Regions from separate parts of the Mus musculus genome. Here region 1 is linked to region 2. The links are chromatin contacts, called in public Hi-C maps. All regions are on one chromosome and are shown on one strand. The core of a region is the stretch at or near the end of the contact, and the rest is flanking DNA. Distances in the headings are between cores, read along the strand shown.

Region 1 (6,513 bases), core at 264-2,763, 300 kb before region 2:
ATTGTAGCACACTAAGAATGATGATACAGGTTACTTGTGGCTCTAGAACTTGCCTTGAATGTCCTGTATAGAGAGATCTCTGGGGTCACACAAGCGATTTTCCTGTTGGCTTGCAAAATAAATGAAGTAAAATATCCATTGTGGGTAATCAACATGCAAACAGAGAAGCAGATTTGATGGATGCTCCAAGCAGTAAATTCTAGTAGTAAGGAAAGTCTTTGTTAGAGATACCACAGTGTTCAGCTTTGGAAAATTTCAGGCAGAGAGTGCATGGCTCCTTAGGGGTATCCTGTTATATGAATAGTAGCTGATTCTGAACTACTACAGTTAGTATTTACTTGGAAGTATCTTTAGAGTTTGTCTTTAATGAACAAATATTTAAAGAATGCTCTGGGTTTCATGTTTCACTTTTAGTTTCTTCTTGAAACAGCTTCCTTAAACGATGCCCTATCTTCTCGTGGTCCCATCTCTCCAAAAGTCATTTCAAGCTGGGGGCTAAGTATTGGGACGCATGAACCAAAATGGGGGTATTTCAAACCCAAACAATAGTTCTGTTCTCCTTTCCACAGCTGAGAGTCACATTTAAAATGAAGTCAGATCCTAGTAACAATTTGTCTAAAACCATGTATCAATTTCCTGTCTCATTAAGCCTTACTTCATATTATAAAGCTTAACAAATTGTGACTACTTGCCTTTTCTCCTGACACTTAATGCTTACTAGTCCCACCACACAGCTATGTCTGCAGACCGTTGTCATGCCAAGCAGACTCTTGCATTAGAGAGCTTAATCTTGGTTGCTTTTGTGTCTTGTGGCTTTATTATGGCCTTATCTTCTGACTCCTTTAAGCCTATTCAAATTTCATGCCAGACAGTTTCTGGTGGCTTCTGTAATGCTGAGTCCCAAGTGATAATAAACACCGGTGGCATTCCAACAACAAAGATGCCTGTAATGCATGAACCTCATCCAATCTCAGCAGTCTTTCTTGTTCTTCACACTTGGGCTCCTCTACTTGTCTTCTTTTCAGCTACAGGTCAGCTAGGCTCTTCCTGTTTATCTTGGATGGTGAGACTCATGAGTCCAAGAGTCATGTGGCTTTTAGCTAATCTATGGCCTTGGCTAAGATAATTAGGGCTAGTAGCTCTTAAGCTTCTGTGAGTCCTGGTGTATCTTTGTTTGTGATCCAAGAATAAGAGGCGTGTGATATTTTAAGCAGGTCTTTCTCAAGCTTCTGCTCATCTTTTAATTTCTTATTGGCAAAAGTAACAGTGATCAGAAAAAGAAAAGCACACAACAAAGCCAGTCGGGTGGGGATGGCTGGGAAAAGCAGATCTTGCTCTTCCCAGTCATCTGCTGGGAAAATTGATCTTGCTGTTTAGTAAAAGGTATTGCAAAGGCACCCAGTAAAAGGGCTGGATAATGGAGGGATGAAGAATTACAGCAGTGAGACAATCAGTCAACCACAGCATCTTATCAGTGAGCTCTTCCTGGCCACCCAATATAAAAAAGCAACTTCTTTCCCTGACTCACTTTTTATCACTCCAGTACAGCTTTGTTTTTATATCTGTGTCTGGCGTTGTATAGATCTTGGTCATGGTTTAATCTGGGAAACGGAGACACGAGGAGATATAAATCGCATGTAATTACCTGCCTGTGGGGGCTGACTAGGCAAGTCAGAACTCTTCTGGAAAGGCTTCTAGTACGAACTCTCAGGCAGGAGCTAAGGCTGTATGGCTACTGCTTTCTCAAGGAAAGATGCAGCTCTACTCTTATGTCTTTCAGCAGATGGAACCAGGTCCATCAAAATTATGTGGGTCTTGTCTCTTATTCAGTTAACTAATACATGTATGTATTTAGTATACATATACTTTATGAAAAAAAATCTTCACAATACCTGGAATTAAAGTGTAAGTCAGAAATCAGGGACTATAACCTAGTCAAGTTGACACTTAAAGCAACATGAAAGGAGACATACAATTTCTGTTATTTTGTTCCTACAGAAAAGGTGCTCAGAGGACCTGAGGCTTTTCTAGCAATTTTTACCATTTGAGAACTTGGAATACTTCTGGCACAAATTGACTCTAAAGAAAGGTTTGGGATTTAGTTGGGCTAGTAGTATGGCTCATCTTTTACTTACTTTTCAATTTAATTTTCTTACTTTCAAATAAACAGACCAGGTGATAAACATTATTGTGGCATTTTCTTTCCTTTTAAAACATGAATTATTATTATTTATTATATGATTATTATTATTATTATTATTATTATTATTATTTATTTGGTATTCTTTTTTAAAAATTGTTTTACACTCCAGATTTTATTCTGCCCCCTGGGCACTCCCCGCAACTGCTTCACATCTCATACCTCCCCCCAACCCCCTTGTCTCCACAAGGATTTCCCCATCCCCCATCCCACCAGACCTCCCTACTCTCTGGGGTCTCCAGTCTCTTGAGGGTTAGGTGCATCATCTTTGATTGAACACAGACCTGCCAGTCCTCTGCTGTATATGTGTTGGGGGCCTCATATCGGCTGGTGTATGCTGCCTGGGTAGTGGTCCAGTGTCTGAGAGATGTCAGGGGTCCAGGTTAATTGAGACTACTGATCCTCCTACAAGGTTGCCCTCCTCCGCAGCTCCTTTCAGCCTTTTCCTAATTCAACCACTGGGGCCAGCAGCTTCTGTCAACTGGTTGGGTGCAAATATTGGCATCTGACTTTGGGTAATGCTAGGTCCCTTTTTGTGAGCACTCCATAGCCTCAGTAATAGTGTCAGGCCTTGGGATGTCCCTTGAGCTGGATCCCACTTTGGGCCTGTTGCTCCACTTCCATCCCTGTAGTTCTTTCAGACATGAAAAATTATGGGTCAGAGTGTTGACTGTGGGATGGCAACCCCCTCCCTCATTTGATGCCCTGACTTCCTGTTGGAGGTGGGCTCTATAAATTCCCTCTCTCTACTGTCAGGCATTTCATCTAAGGTCCCTCCATTTGTGTCCTAAGAGTCTATCACCTCCCAGGTCTCTGGTGCATTCTGGAGGGTCCTCCCAACCTCCTACCTGGAGATGTTGCCAGTTTCAATTCTTTCTGCTGGCTTTCAGGGCTTCAATCCTTTTCCCTCACTCCTGATCAGGTTCTCCTCTCTCCCCCTCCCCCTGTACACTTTCCTTCCCAGGTCCCTCTCTCCCTTCCCACTTGTGATTGCTTTCTTCTCCCTCCAAAGTGGGACTGAGGAGTCCTCACTTGGGCCCTTCAGTTTGTTGACCTTTTTGAGTTCTGTGGAGTATATCTTGAGTATTCTATACTCTTTCCCCTCTAATATCCACTTATTAGTGAGTATATACCATGCATGTCCATTTGGGTCTGAGTTCTCTCACTCAGGATATTTTCTAGTTCCATCCATTTGCTGAAAAACTCATGATGTCCTCATTTTTAATAGCTAAGTTGTACTCCATTGTGTAAATGAACTACATTTTCTGTATCAATTCTTCTGTTGTGGGACATCTGGGTTGTTTTCAGCTTCTGTCTATCACAAATAAGACTGCTATGAACATAGTGGAACATGTGCTCCTGTGGCATGGTAGGGCATCTTCTGGGTATATTCCCAAGAGTGGTATTGTTGGGTCTTTTTGTGGCATTTTCTAACAGAGTGCTTGAACAGATAGCCCTCCATCATAATCCTTTCCATCAATCTGGTCCTGATTTGTAGGTTTTCTACCAATCTTTTCCCCCTTTCATTTCCCATGCAGCTTTTAGTGACCCTTTGTTCCTCCTACTTTACTCTTTCTTGCTCTCCTTTCTAATTTTCCTTAACTTTTCTCACCAAACTCAGGCCTCATGTTGATTCTTCACTGTTGGGTGTGATATGATTTAGTCCCTTGATCCTCTCCAAGGCAGCACACACATTAGGTAGGCATCTACACTCATTTTCTGTATAGTACAATTTATTTAATGTACATCCCATCCTGACATTATAGCTCTCAGAAAATTATTCACAACTAAAATACTCAGTGTGCTGTGATTAATGTTTAAGTCTCAGATATAAATACTTTTTATCCGGTAGTTACTTAATCACTGTTAACTCTTTCAGTGTGCATCTCAAACTTCACCGCAATAGATGGAATTATAAATTTCTTCTAAATATATATTTATTCATTTAGCTATCAAATTCCTCCCTCCTCTTACTGCTCCTCAGCCTTCTTTAGTAGGTGGCATCGCTGTTACTATGGGAGTTTATTCTTCCACCTAGCAAGCAGTGCACTTTGGTTTCATGTTTTGACTCATTTCCCTATTCACTCCATGATAGATTTCTTTGTCTTCAGTTCTCACAGCTGATTATGTCACCATAATAAATGATAGCTTTTGATGTCAAATATTTGCATCCTCCCTGGCTCTTCATACATTCAACTTCCGTTATCTTATTTATGTCTTATGTCTTATTTATTACACCTTTTCTAGCAATGAGGTGAAAACACAGGACGGTTGCTACACTCTGACCTTCTGTCACTTCAAAGAAATGTTTAGCCAGGACATTTTCCCATTTTAATCAGGTAATTTCTATTTTAGTATTGAGTTTCATGCATTCTTCATGTTTGGAATGCTAATCATTTTTATTATACTTGTAAACTTTGTCTTCTTATTTTGTTGCCTGTATAGAAACTCTTTCATTTGATCTAATATTGCTGGCTATTTTTCCATTTGTTAACTGAGATTTTCCTGTGAAATCTAAAAGCTGTTGCTGAACTCAGTGTCAAAGAATAGGTCCTCTACTTTTACTAGATGTAAATGAATGTTGAAAAAATATAAGAAGATCAAGCCTGAAAGCCAACCAATAGAATAGATAGGAAGAGTGAGTGTTTCTTTTTCTTGTTGCTTTTGTCTTCCTTCTTTCCCCTCCACCTCCCACCCCTCTCTTTCTCTGGAGTTTCACTCAAGCTCAGACAAACCTGGTGGCCTCTCAGTAGCCCAGGCTGTCCTTGAGCTCATGGCCACCATTCCTGGTTAGGGAGAATCTTTTGAAGAGTTATTTAAGGAGTACTCTTGAGTAGTAATCAAACTGGACGTATTTGACCTTGGCTAAAATCAAGTGTAAGAATTTGTAGGAAAGTTACTTCTTGGTCTAGAGCATTTTAAGGACTATATTTAACAACAACAACAATAAAAACAAAAACATGATTTTTTTTTTTTTTGGTTTTTGGAGACAGGGTTTCTCTGTATAGCTCTGGAACTCACTCTGTAGACCAGGCTGGCTTGGAACTCAGAAATCCACCTGCCTCTGCCTCCCAAGTGCTGGGATTAAAGGCATGTACCACCACTGCCTGGCTAACATGATGGTTTTAAAAAATGGAGTTAAAAAAGACAATTGTGATCAAAACTGCATGGTACTGGTATAGTGACAGACAAGTAGACCAATGGAACAGAATTGAAGACCCAGAGATGAATCCACACACCTATGGTCACTTGATCTTTGACAAGGGAGCTAAAACCATCCAGTGGAAAAAAGACAGCATTTTCAACAAATGGTGCTGGCACAACTGGCGGTTATCATGTAGAAGAATGCGAATTGATCCATTTCTATCTCCTTGTACTAAGGTCAAATCTAAGTGGATTAAGGAACTCCACATAAAACCAGAGACACTGAAACTTATAGAGGAGAAAGTAGGGAAAAGCCTTGAAGATATGGGTACAGGGGAAAAATTCCTGAATAGAACAGCAATGGCTTGTGCTGTAAGATCAAGAATCGATAAATGGGACCTCATAAAATTGCAAAGCTTCTGCAAAGCAAAAGACACTGTCAATAAGACAAAAAGGCCACCAACAGATTGGGAAAGGATCTTTACCTATCCCAAATCGGATAGGGGACTAATATCCAATATATATAAGAACTCAAGAAGGTGGACTCCAGAAAAATCAAATAACCCCATTAAAAATGGGGCTCAGAGCTGAACAAAGAATTCTCACCTGAGGAATACCGAATGGCAGAGAAGCACCTGAAAAAATGTTCAACATCCTTAATCATCAGGGAAATGCAAATCAAAACAACACTGAGATTCCACTTCACTCCAGTCAGAATGGCTAAGATCAAAAACTCAGGTGACAGCAGATGCTGGCGAGGATGTGGAGAAAGGGGAACACTCCTCCATTGTTGGTGGGATTGCAAGCTTGTACAACCACTCTGGAAATCAGTCTGGCGATTCCTCAGAAAATTGGACATAGTACTACCAGAGGATCCCGCAATACCTCTCCTGGGCATATATCCAGAAGATGTCCCAACCGGTAAGAAGAACACATTCTCCACTATGTTCACAGCAGCCTTATTTATAATAGCCAGAAGCTGGAAAGAACCCAGATGCCCCTCAACAGAGGAATGGATACAGAAAATGTGGTACATTTACACAATGGAATACTACTCAGCTATTAAAAAATGAATTTATGAAATTCCTAGGCAAATGGATGGACCTGGAGGGTATCATCCTGAGTCAAGTAACCCAATCACAAAGGAACTCGCACAATATGTACTCACT
Region 2 (6,964 bases), core at 3,791-6,290:
AAACAGTGACAGACCACTGTGTTCAAGGACAGAGAATTATTTCAGAACCCCAGATTACTCAAGGTCTTAAAGCCCAAGGATTAAAATGTGACACAAATGATCCAAGGTAAATATATTCCTGACTTAGGAGTGAAATTGCTGGCCACACAGCCTATAAATGCTCAGTTAAATTCTATTTTATGAAACCTGAACCCATAGACATAAATTATGCTTATGAAATTACTTTTCGTTCCAAATGAAATTTCTCCTTGAAGTTTTTACATATCTCAGATCTTAAGAATTTACAACATTTAAAACAAACAAAAAGTGAGCAATCCATCCTTTTAACAGACAAAGCTGTGTAATTTGCAATTTTGACAGACCTTATAAAAATGATCTAAAAATAAGTTAGCCATTTTACATTGCTGTTGAATTGAACTAGAGTCTGAAGATGCAGTTTACCTAAAGTGTCTACTGCACTCCTAGTTTATGGAGAACTTCAGTTCTCAAAGAGGAAAAAAAACAGGCAATGTTTTAACCAGAACACAGAGATTAAGTAGATATTAATTTTAAAGATTTATAAGCCAATTTATTACTTAAAAAATGGTAAAAGTGAAACCCTACCCATTAGCTGCTTGTTTGTTAAATGGATTGATAGTAGAGAAATGGCAGTTGAGCCCTGTGTTATTCTATATTGTTGTGGCAATCTGAGAAATGCTACAATGGACAAAACACCTCAGACCCGTGAAACTGCTCTCTCCCTGGCTGTAATTTCAAGCCATCAGTTGACAATTACTGACAAGGATAAGGGGCTAAAATTCTCCTGACAGTTGTGGATATACAGTATAAAGACAGCATGGATGGACTTAACAGTTTGGGATAAGAGAATAAAGAGAACATAGCTGGACCTGAAGATTGTGGTAAGTGAAAGGAGCCAGGCGTAGAAATACAGGTACTATGAGATCTCATAAGTTTGTGGAAAATAAAGTATCTGATGTCAATGAAACTAAGAGTAGAAATGTTGGTTTCCAGAAACTAGAAAGGAGTGGGGTGGACATGCTACAGTTAGGCTGTGGTAATTAGGTCTGGGACGCTATTTCACAGTAAAGGGACTACTTATAGTGATCACGTATTGCCTACCTCAAAAAGCCAGAAGGATTTTCACTATCTATTGTATGAATAAGTTATATATATTTGAGGAGATAGAGATGTAGCCTGATTTCAAAAGGTATGCATATTTAAACAATATGTAGTATACCATTAATATGAAATTCTATATTTTAATGTACCTATCAAAATAAATGTATATCTACATATATATTTACATACACACACACACACACACACACACACACACACACACATATATATATATATATATATATATACCATCTAAATTATACGATGTGCCTTTTCTTTATTTGAAGCATACTTACATCTACATTAAACAATACAAATACTTTCTAGGAAAATACAACATATTCATAAAAGATGGATGAAAGATTGTACCCATATAGGATATTTTTCTTAGCTTCCATGTTTAAAAACTGTATGGGTTTGGAAAAGTGGTTAAGCTTTTCTAAGGTATATATTTTTCTTTATCAGTTAACTAAAGGTAATATAAAAATTGATTTGTTATTTCATAAAATGGATATAAAATTATGTATAACATATTATATGTGAATATGACGATGTATATAGTTTGCTATAGAGATGTTAGTATTTGCATAAATTCTCAAGGTTATATGTGTTTTCTAGAATATTTTATATTTTTCATAGACAATATATGACCACAATACAGCCATAATTGTGATTTTGATTTCTTCTCTGAGCACATATTTGCTTATGTTACTGGCAGAAAATTTCTGATTTAATGAAATGACTGACATCTCTATCTATAGATAGCTTCTTTTATGAAATAATTTTGCAGGTCTACATATGGTACAGCTTATTTTATTTTTCATGCCATGGATTAAAACTACAACATCAAGAAACATAGAAGATATGTAAATTGTGTACACCAGGAGGATTTTAAATATATTTGTCAATCATTCCTATAATTTTTCTGGTGTTGGGGGATACAGCTTGGGATTTTGTACATGATCTAACACTAAACTATGCTTCACTTCTTAGTTTTATCTTTATGATTTGACCTTCATATTTACCATATCTTACTTTTTACAGTGTAAATGATAGCAAGACATACAGGTCAGTAAATAAAGTCTAATAATGCTTATATAATGAGCGGTTAAGTTTGTGTCTGGAACTGGAGGAGAGTTATACAACGGTTGTCAGTATCAACATCGGGAATAAAATCATGGACAGTGAAGTGTGATTTAGTGACATCATAGAGAATGAAAAGAGAATGTATGTAACAAAGAAACTCGGGGATCAGGAACATTCATAGAGAAGGCAAATGAACTTGTAAATATCTTGTAAAAAGGCCGACTTCTAATTGGGAAGGCCAGGAGGGTATATGCCATGGAAAAAAAATTCTGCTTAAACTCTATTTTCTTGTTCAGATCTTCAATAATGATTTATTGAGTATCTATAAGCTACTATAAAGTCCTTGCTAGGATTCCTAGATGGTAATCATCAATAACGATACTCGCTCCTATGCAGCTCACGGATACAAAGAGTATCAATGAGAGTGAATGACACTTGCTCCTATGCAGCTCACAGATACCAAGAGTATCTTTGAGAGTGAATGACACACGTGTGAGCATGTACTGATGCACATGCCCCTGTACACACAGAGATAAACACACAGCGGTGATAGATAGATGCTATATGAGAATTTTCAAGGTACCAGAGAGTTTCTAAAAATAAAAATAAAAAATGCTTCTAAGAAATTAGTAAGCACAGTATAACCATCATGTGAAATTATCTCTGGCCATTTCATGAAATCTGAACAATACAGTTAACTATAATTCTCATCAATGAAGTCATGACCTATATAAACACATTGATTCTTGGGATGCAGTGGATTATATCATGCTTTTAATACTATATGTTGATGTCAGACTAATTTTCATTTTAATCTGTACATAGTAGTATTTTTAAATTCACTTATATTCAAGGTAAAAAGTTCAGACTTGGCGTACAGAATTAGATAGTGGTCCTTAGCTAGTATACGTACTCAGTAGGTACTAAGAGACACCACAAAATTACTTAATATTGCAATTAACTGCAGTCTGATATTTACTAAAGCAGTCTTATGCTATAAAGAAGGTACTGCTAGCCTAACTCATAATATTAATTTATATTTGACTTAATATTTAAGTGGTAAGAACATTACTTATGAACTGATATTATTTACGTCTACATGCTTTGTTTTGGCTTTGGAACACATTTAAAATGGTATGCATATAAAGAAGGCGTTTTTAAAAGTTTGTGAATTTAAAAACATCTGATTTTATATTCTGTGAAAGTGTGCTAAATAAAGCAAAACAGGAAATATTTCTGACCTTACGTTCCCTGTTGTTATCTACTGGCATTCTTCAGTAAGAATATGTAATGGTCAATTCTCACCAACAAGAATGGACTGCGAATAGAGTGCACTTTGAAACAATAGTGTTTACCCAACATAGCAACTCCTACACATCAACAGTTCAATCTCCGTACACCTTACAGGCTGGTCAAGAGAGAGTGCAGAGCTTCCTCGCTGGGAATACCCTGGAGTACAATTTATTCCCAAATTCAACAGGAATATTGTGGGATACAAATATGTTCCTAAAATGAGACTTTTAAAGCATCTTCATATCTGAAATAGAATTCTCTTTTCTCTTTTCTTCTAATTATCCTAACTTTGAGCACATTCAACATTAAAAAAGAAAAAAAGAAAAAGTTGTGACTGGAAGGTATAAAAGCAATAATTCCTAAAAATGAGAAGAGGTGAAAGTTCAAAGTTCATGTCTGCAGTTAAACTTAGTGTCCTGGCCACACACCCACAGCTGTTCAAAGCCTTTAGAACTCAAGAGTAGATTTAAAATGAAAAGCAGATAGAAGAGTCTTGACACTCAGCTCTGAACACATTTTAACATACTGTGATGCATGAAACTCACACCACATTACAAATAGGTTAAAACCTCAAGTCAGGAGCTCTCAGAGTCCTTGATAAAATTCTTAACACCATCAATATCTTTATTTGACCAAAAGCAATGCTTTTTTTCACAGATTTATTGGTTAAAATAATATTTTCCTGAAGAAAATATTATTATTGCATAACTTTCTGCTAACTTTCCTGGTCAAGAGCTCTTTCTCCACATCAAGATGAAACCTGTTTTCTAGCAACTGTACTTGCCAAATATTAATTTGTTAAGGACACAACACAAATCACATTCCATTTAAAAATACATGAATACATACGAGTGGAATAAATTAATCTTCCATGCCCCTGCAGCATTCTGGAAGAAATATTTCTAACTACAGTGCAAATAATACCGCCTACTTGTACTATAAAGATCCATATTATACTGAGGTTCAAATGTATTCTGTTGTAAAAAAAAATATGATACATTGTATTCAAATATAAAGAAATAATGTTGGCAATACATATGTTTATATAATTTCTATAAACTTAAAGAAACAAATTGCTGTATCTTTTTGAGTAGGAAATACAGAATTTTAAATAATGCTTAAAATTAGTTCATGAAGCTAGACTGGTTTCTCTTGCCTAGTGCCTAATGACTATTTAAAAAAAAAACTGCTCAACTTCTTGAGAGCAAACTTCAGGCGTCACAGTTATACCTTTGGTCCTAGTAACCATGCATTCATTATTATGATCTTTATGATGCCATTTTGGGGGAAATGGGAACATTCATGGCACTTCAGACTCCACATGCACATTTTCATAGCAGATACCTTTCTTCTGGCTCTACTTTCATCAACAAATAACTTATTTTCTGCAAGATTCACTTTAGCTTTTGCTGTGATCTCTTAACTGTACAGCTTCACATAGGAAAGTACACTCAGGGCATGTTCACGTGAGTCTACGATGGCATTCCGTCAATATGCTTCTAGCCGTTCCAGGGGGAGCCTGCTGAAGCAGTTGCTATTGGTTACGTCAGTTTGGAATGCACAGACCATGTGGTTTCACTTTGCAACTAGAAACTGGCTTCCTTGTGCATTCTGATAACCTGCCCTTCACAAAGACCCATAAAAAAAAACCCACATTTCTATGAAGTTTCCATTTTAAAAATCAACAATTGGAGCATAACACTAGAGATGCTGGTGTTGTTAAGGTTTATATACTCAGACTGGTGAGGTTGGCTGCTAAAATACGTGTCTGAAACTTTAACAAAACAAAAGCTTGGGTCCCCCCCCACACACACACACACTTTTACCTTAAAGACATTTAACAGTAAGAAATTTATTGGAAAGACATCTTCACACATTCCCATGTGTACATTGAAAAAGTATCTTTTTTTATAAATATAGGAGAAAGTTATTCAGTGGAAGATTTAACAAACTGTATTAGTAAAAGGAGAAATAGAACTGAACACTTCCTTCCTGCCCTGGGGTGTTTCATGCTTTAGCTACAAAAACTCCATGAAAGCACTTTTGTAAACCTGTAGGGTTCTCATTTGGAACACATCCACTACTTTTAATAACTCTATGAGTATTAATTTTATTTTAAAATTTTAGTTTTAATTATGTGTATGTATGCAAGGGAGGGGGATTTTGTGTGTACACTGAGTGCAGGGGCCTGTGGAGACTAGAGCAGTTCTTTCCCCTGAAGCTGGAGTTACAGACGTTTGTGACCCATCAGAAATCAGTGCTGGGAATTGAATTCTGGTCCTGTAAAAAATTGGTACTCTTAACCTCTGAACCCAAATACTAATTCCCTTGGCCACATACTAAATTCTATTGGAGAGAATCTATATGTCATTACTTACTTTAAAACAACACTAAGTTCCACTCATTTAACTAAAGTTAAGTTAAGTTTATTAGTCCAAACAAACAAACAAACACAAGAACATCCTTTTGGAGGGAGGAGGACATGGTTTTACAAAATGAAAGGAAGTAGTGACTGAAACGAATAACGAATGGTGGTTTTACCTTGGCATTTGATTTTCTCTTCTAATAAATACAGTTAGTATTCATAAGAATTATAAGCTTCATTTGATAGTACAACTATTAAAGTTATTCTTTCTCCCAAATTAGAAGTGGAAGACACGGCCACTTCACTAGATTTCTGTGTCCAACTTCATTCTAGCATCTGCATCTTTTAGTGCTTTCACCATCACAAAACCTTCATACTCAAACTCAACCTCTGACCTTGAAGTCATTTCCCTTCATTGAACCACTCTCTCTACTTGGTGCCAAGTGTTGAGCACAGGCCAAGTATAGCACTAAGTATTCTCTAGGTTAATAAACAAACAATGTTTACATTCACAGAATTTAGAGCCCAGAGAATAAAAATCAATAGATAAAAATGAAAACAATGTCATGGGAATGTGGAAATGGCTTCTATGAGTAACCAAGCCTGCGGTTGAGCAGAACGTCACTAGGTAAATGGAAACTGCATTCACCACTGCAGGTGAACAGCTACTTAAGCCAAGAGTTATGGAATCTGAGTAGCAGTGAGAAGCAGCTTTTACAGGTGAAAACAATGACAAATGGGAGCTGAGAGGAAGAGACTGTAGAAAGCCCAGGGAAGTTGTGTCTTAAGGAATGGAACAATATTCAACTTAGTGTCTCTGTACAAATCAGACCTCATGATTTTTTTTTCAATATCCCATTCAGCAAACACAAGTTTATCAGCATGCTGGATAAATGCTGGCCCAACCTAAAGAACACAATGCTACTTAAAAGAGTTCAGGTCACTACAAAATGTTCCAAGTATATTGGAAGAAGCTAAGTATGGATATGGATATGGGACAGCACCTATTAGATTCCTGGTGAAAGATAAATATGGCTACATCAGGGTGAAGACATGATTTCGGTTGCAGAGATACTTGGAAGTTAGCTAGTGGGATCATTG

What was found. Hi-C and Micro-C count contacts between places; a contact is called where the count stands out from the background.
Region 1: a contact with region 2 is called in a Hi-C map of ventricular fibroblasts, with 4 times the contacts expected there. The contact joins two enhancer-like sites. A contact is called at or near these places in 4 of 484 Hi-C or Micro-C datasets (liver, nephron progenitors, stem cell-derived neural stem cells and 1 more).

The regions. Positions count from the first base shown.
Region 1 is chr8:54,460,216-54,466,728 of GRCm38.p6, reverse strand. No RefSeq gene overlaps it. Among named protein-coding and RNA genes, the nearest start is that of Spcs3, 67 kb to the left of the region's middle. Within about 2 kb of position 1,513, at least 12 of the 459 cell types and tissues checked have an H3K27ac peak or open chromatin away from gene starts, as enhancers often do.
Region 2 is chr8:54,161,782-54,168,745 of GRCm38.p6, reverse strand. All of the region lies in intron 3 of Vegfc (vascular endothelial growth factor C), which reads right to left. Among named protein-coding and RNA genes, the nearest start is that of Gm33153, 82 kb to the right of the region's middle. Within about 2 kb of position 5,040, at least 45 of the 459 cell types and tissues checked have an H3K27ac peak or open chromatin away from gene starts, as enhancers often do.